Linked DNA regions of Mus musculus: region 1 is linked to region 2. The links are chromatin contacts, called in public Hi-C maps. All regions are on one chromosome and are shown on one strand. The core of a region is the stretch at or near the end of the contact, and the rest is flanking DNA. Distances in the headings are between cores, read along the strand shown.

Region 1 (2,867 bases), core at 111-2,610, 690 kb after region 2:
CTGGGTACACATTGGTTTGCACGTGTGTGCACTTGCTATAGCATGTGTGTAGAAATCAGAGGGCAACCAATGGGAATCAGTCCTCTCTTTCCACCATACAGGTTCTGGGGATCTAACTCAAGTCATCAGGCTTGGTAGCATGTGACTCTACCTATTGAGCAATTTATTTATCCACAGCCCTACTTATTTTTATGCATGTATGTGTAGGTGCATGTACACGTGTGTGTGTGTGTGTGTGTGTGTGTGTGTGTGTGTGTGTGTGTATGTATGTATGAGGCTGGAGTACAACCTCACTTATCATCCTCAGGAAGTCTGTCTACCTTGTTTGAGACAGTGTCTCTCATTGGCTTAGAGTCCCCCAAATTGGCGAGACTGAGGCTAGCAAGCCCGGGAGAATGCTTCTGCCTCGGCTCACACCACGCCTGCCTTTGGGCTGGGTCTCTCTTCCAAGGCAAGCACTGCTACTAAGGCAAGCAGTCCTCAGTCCTTAGAAGCTGACCATTTAGAGGCAGGAAAACAACAGTATGTGTGACTTAAGTTCTTAGAGAGGCAGTAAAGTTGCCCTTGAGCCTAGGATAAGCTGGAACTGTTACCAGATAGATCTGCCTCACCCTGCATTGAATAAAAATACAGACTTCTCTCTCAGGAGAAGTATTAGAAAATGCTCAGTTTAGGTTGAGAAGAAGGTGATCTCGATTTTTAAAAAGATAAGTCTTTTGGTGGCTATAGTCCTGTGAGGAATTCCACCACAAAACCAGAAGCAGCTCCTGCTACCTGGGGACTCTGTGAGGCCCGCTGAGGTAAGGAGGGTGAGCAATTTATGGTGCAAGGGACCTTTGAGACTGAGATCGCTGGTCTTCGGACAAGCCTGGGCAGCTCTCTACATTCTGGCCATGGGCATGGCTCAGTGGCTAAAGATGCTGCCCACCAAGTCTAATGACCTGAGTGATCCCTGGAACCGACATGGTGGGAAGAGAGAATGGACTCCTCTGAAGTGCCCTCTGATCTCCACATGCCTGCTGTGGCATGTTTGCACACATATACCAAATAAGTGCAAAACAAAAAGAGTTCTTCACATTCCTTTGAGGTATCAAAACACATACCTTTCTGGGTATTTAAAGCTTGGAACGTCCAGTGGTCTGCTGGGTATGTTCATTGCCGTAATTGATCACTTTGCTCTTCAACGTGACTTGTTTGACACCAGGAAGTGGGCTAGAAGTGTTAGTTTGAACATTGGGAGGGAATCCAGAGAGTTTGCATGATCTGACAGGTGTGTCTGAGGACATGTGACCAGACCTGACAGAAAGAGACACAGGACTCAGCTCCAAGAACAAACCATCTAACTTCCTGTGGGTATGTATGCCCTTCTCTCTCTCTCTCTCTCTCTTTTTTTCTTTCATTTTTGTACATCTTGAGACAGAATCTGATGTATGCTAGGCTGGCCTTTGAATTCTGCATGTAGCAAAAGATGACCCTGAATCTCTGTTCCTCCTGCTTCAACCTCCTAGTGCTGGGATTGCAGGCACGTACACTGTACCTGATTTACACAACGTTGGGCATTGAACCCAGGGCTTTGTGCATGCCAAACAAGTTACCACTTGAGCTCAGTGTCCCCATCTCTGACTCATCTCCACTTGGGGAAGTCAGACATCCCTGTTTCACCCTGGGTTCCTCTTTCATATCACCCTAGGGTACACCAGCCTTTGCTTCTAGATTGGAAATCCTTTTTCTCTCCCCAGGGCAGGGATGACCAGTCGCCTTTTCAGCTGATCTCATGTTAAGTTCCCCTTTCACCAGCTGCATGTAAGCTCTGCCCACTGCAGTATGGGAAGATTAGCAAAGGGAGTTGACAAGTCTTCTAGGTCATTCATTAATCTTTCACATGTTCAATGCTTAATTCTTTGTTTTCTTTCTCTAAGAGTCTAGAAGTAATACATATTAAAAGGTGACTAAAAATGGGAGCTGGGCTAGGCTTAGGGTCAAAAGGGGCTCAGAGCAATAGAGAATTAGAACAGCAAGACCATAGGGTAAAGGGTAGGTAAGAAAGACTAAAGCAAGGGAAATAGGCAAGGCCTGGAGGACAGTGTATGTGTTTGTGTGTGTGCATGTGTGTGTGTATGTGTGTGCATGTGTGTGTGTGTGCATGTGCATGTGTGTGTGTGCATGTGTGTGTGTGTGTGCATGTGTGTGTGTATGTGTGTGTGTGTATGTGTATGTAAGTGAGCATGAGACACAGAAAGATGTGGAAAGATTAGAGAAAAAGAGGAAGACACAGAGAGGCAGAAAACTGCAGAGACAGAGGCACAAAGAGGGAGATAGAGGAAGAGAGAAGAGAGAGACGGACAGAGAGACAAACAGAGAGACAGACAGAGAGAGGAGAAGGAAAGGGAGGGAGAGGGGGGAGGAGAGAGAAGGAGAGAAAGAGGAGGAGGAGAGGGAGGGAAGGGAACGAGAGGCTCTCTCAATGTCTCCATATGTGGTATACTTTAGCTTCAATTATTTTCCTCTCCCAATTAAAGTGGATAACCCTGAAATCTCTGAATGTCTCATTCTTACGGGATGGAGTAGTTCTACTCTAAGGCAGGGGATAAATTACGATCTTCAGTGCATGCCGAATGCCTGCTCTAGGACAAGCCATTTTGAGAAATGCCCATGTAATGCATGCAGTCACAAATGCTCAACTGCATCTTCAACTAAACCTCTAAGCTTTTCATTTCCAAAGAATCTATTTTGTTTATTTTTCTTTTCTGAAATGACCCAACAGTTGGACATACCTTTCCATAAACAGTCAAGAGACATTAGAAGCAGCTTTTGCTTGTAAGAGGCTTATTCATCATAATGAACCTGGTAGCTAGCAAAAAAGGAGA
Region 2 (3,103 bases), core at 395-2,894:
GGGGCTTATAATCCCATGTCCATCAATGCCCCAACCTGAAAAACCTGGGTGGTCAGCAGTCCATTGTGTCTTCTCCCTGCAGACAGTAGAGGCCAGTGGTGTCCTCAGAGACCCTCCCCATGTCCCTGCCCTGCCACCTGCAGGTCAGCGTCTCAAAGATGCTGCAGCAGCATGAGTATACATTCCAAAACCTAGAGGGAGAATAGCTTGATGCATGGTTTTTAAACTAAGAACTGCCGCCCAAACTGCACATCTCATTGGTCAGAAAATGGACTCTTGGACCACTTAGGGCCACCCAGGGCTTTGATCACAATCAGGACCATTAAGAAAGAAGGACAACTGGGCTGGCTAGTCTCATGTCAACTTGACATACAAACTAAAGTTAACCGAAAGGAGGGTACCTCAATTGAGAAAATGCCTCCCTAAGATCTAGCTTTAAGGCATTTTTTAAAATTAGTGATCTGTTGGAGAGGGCCCAGCCATTGTGAGCGGTGCAATCGCTGGCCCGATGGTCCTGGGTTCTTTCCATAAGGAAGCAGGCTGAGTGATTCAGGGGAAGAAACCTAGTGAGCAGCACCCCTCCATGGCCTCTGCATCAGCTCTGCCCGCCCCGCCCCCCCCCCCCGGGGTTCTGATCTGATTTCCCTCGATGGTGGAACAGCAGTATGGAAGTGTAAGCCAAGTCAGTTCTTTCCTTCTCCAACTTGCCTTTTGTTGCAGCAATAAAAACCCTAATAGCCATCAGTATGCCCAGAACTGGTGTTGGAAGGTGCTCCAGGGTCGTGTCCCCCCCCCCCCCCCCGCGTCTTGCTGGTCCCCCAGCTGCCAGGTGCTCAGCTACTTACTGACAGGCCAACGTGATTTTAGCATAAACTTGATGCAATACATCTAAGGTATTACACTCCTCCACTCCTGCTCCGCCCCACACCCTCTCCCCACAAAAGCAGTATTTCCACCTGTATCCTTAACCATTCAGACATCTGAGGCATCCTGAGCCTGTTACTCCTTGGCCTTGGGCAAGCTCTGATTCTAGACCTCCAGAGACCACTCACCCACGTTCAGCACATCCATGCCTTACATGCCTTTAAAGGGTCTTCAGTTCCCTGCTCCTCCCAGCAGCCCAAGGATCCCCCCCCACCCCCCGCAGGCTGTGGCCTCCCCTTGCCTCAGCTCCTGGGGCACTCACAGAGTAACTGACTAGCAGAGATGGGAGCTGTCACCCACCCACCTCTGACTTCATCTCCAAACGCTTACCCCTTCTCCATCCACACTGCCGCGTCCCCTTCCACAAACATACCACATTGCCCCATAGCAAAGCCTCTGATCGTCCAACACCTTAGTTCAAATACCCCGCGACATGGCCGTGGTCCTCACAGAGGCTGGCAGCCTGCGCCCTGCCACACACCGTTTGGTTTATAGCTGCACTATCGTAACTTAAAACTCATCGCGTTGTTTACTTGTTTTTTATTAGAATCCCCAGAGTAATCAGCCATCTACTATCTTCTCCTAGTGTGTGAGGTATTCACGGTGTTGTGGTGAGAATATGAAATTCTCCTTTAGGGTCATTTCTTTGAACAGTACCCTGAGGGTGGTGGTTTTGGAGCCTTTAGGAGGCGGAGCTTCACTGGAGGAAGTAGGTTAAACTAGGAGCAGGCCTGGAGGTTTAAGCCTCCCTCCTTGTTCTCCGTCAGCTTCCTAACTGTTACCGGTATGACCGCTGCTTCCTGCTCCTGTGGCCGGGACTTCCCCGCCACCATGGACTGTATCGCCATTGAGCTTTAACTGGAGATCAACCCTCATGTTCCTAGCTTATGCTCTCGTTTCCAGGCAGCGTGGATTCCAGCCCAAGGAACAGTACTGCCCACATTTAGGACAATAACAATCGGTGCAGTCAATGCAGTCTAGAGACTTCCTTACAGACGCACCCAAAGCTCTCTCTCCTGGGTGGTTGTAGGTCCTGTCAAGTTGAAATAGAGATTTAATGGTATTCTTGACTAGACTAAGTAAACAAAATATTGTTTCCCATATATAGAGGATTGTCATGGTTAAGGAGCATGGGGTTCTAAAGTCCAGAGAGCCCCCTGATACCTGCAGTGTCTGCTCGTGCATCTGAGGTCAAGGAAAAAAATGGGTTAACGCCACCGAAAGCATCCACAAATTGTTTTTTAGAATCGGGGAAACCGGGTCTCACTCCTCTTAGACACACAAGGAGGTAGGTTCATCTCCAGTGGCAACCACAGAGTCCCTAAAGGGCCTGTGAGGGTAGGGACTCTTTCAGTGAAGCGCTCCCATGGGACAGAGGCCACCTTGATGACAAGGGATCGCCCAGCCAGAGTGGTCTGCAACACAGCCCCCAGCGTGGCATCTATGCTCACTGTCAGATGCACAGCAAAGCAAATGTCCTGCGTGTCAGATATGTGGTGATCACATGCTGCTCACACTGTTCCCTCGTGCTTTGGAAATTTCCGGAGTCAGCTCTGCCTCAGTGCCTCAGGACCTCTCCCTAACCTCAGGTCAGGACTCCAATAAACAGGCAGAGAGAGAGCAAAGGGCCCAGCCTCCCACTTCCTGCCTCCTTGACTATTTGCCCAGCCTAGGTCAGGTAGCCAAAGACCCATTTGTTGCTGTTTGTTAAGTTCAGCCAAAGCTTGTAATGAGGCTCAGTAGGGTTAAACTCTGTACTGTGATATAAACAGCACGAGCCCTGTGTACAAGTGTGCTCATCCCAGTAAAACATAGAAAATGCTGGTGAAATTAATGTCAAAAGACCTTATTTGATTTGGCAGGCTGAAATACAGCGATTCCAACATGCATTGGTATAAAACAGGTCCCGTTTTTTTTCTTAATGTTGCTGGGTTTTGTTTATTTAGTTGGTTGGTTGGGTGTTTTGTTTTTTGTTTTTGTTTGTTTTTTGTTTGTTTTAAGACAAAGTCTCATGTATCCCAGACTGGCTTCTAACTCACTATGTAATTAAACATGACCTTGAACTTCAAATCTCCCTGCTTCCAGATCCTGAGTACTGCAATTATAGACTTGGAAGCTGTGTGTGGTCCTGGGGACTCAACCCAGGGCTTCATGAATGCTAGGCGAGCATGTTATACCA

The links. Hi-C and Micro-C count contacts between places; a contact is called where the count stands out from the background.
Region 1: a Hi-C map of neutrophils shows a contact between it and region 2, with 4 times the contacts expected there. The contact joins two enhancer-like sites. A contact is called at or near these places in 1 of 15 datasets of contacts at CTCF or cohesin (large pre-B cells), 2 of 484 Hi-C or Micro-C datasets (embryonic stem cells and neutrophils) and 1 of 115 datasets of contacts at active chromatin or transcription factors (bone marrow-derived macrophages).

Annotation. Positions count from the first base shown.
Region 1 is chr13:9,871,916-9,874,782 of GRCm38.p6, forward strand. No RefSeq gene overlaps it. Among named protein-coding and RNA genes, the nearest start is that of Gm40665, 77 kb to the left of the region's middle. Within about 2 kb of position 1,361, at least 52 of the 459 cell types and tissues checked have an H3K27ac peak or open chromatin away from gene starts, as enhancers often do. A contact at or near this core is called in bone marrow-derived macrophages and neutrophils, where this site is marked.
Region 2 is chr13:9,178,792-9,181,894 of GRCm38.p6, forward strand. No RefSeq gene overlaps it. Among named protein-coding and RNA genes, the nearest start is that of Larp4b, 86 kb to the left of the region's middle. Within about 2 kb of position 1,645, at least 84 of the 459 cell types and tissues checked have an H3K27ac peak or open chromatin away from gene starts, as enhancers often do. A contact at or near this core is called in bone marrow-derived macrophages and neutrophils, where this site is marked.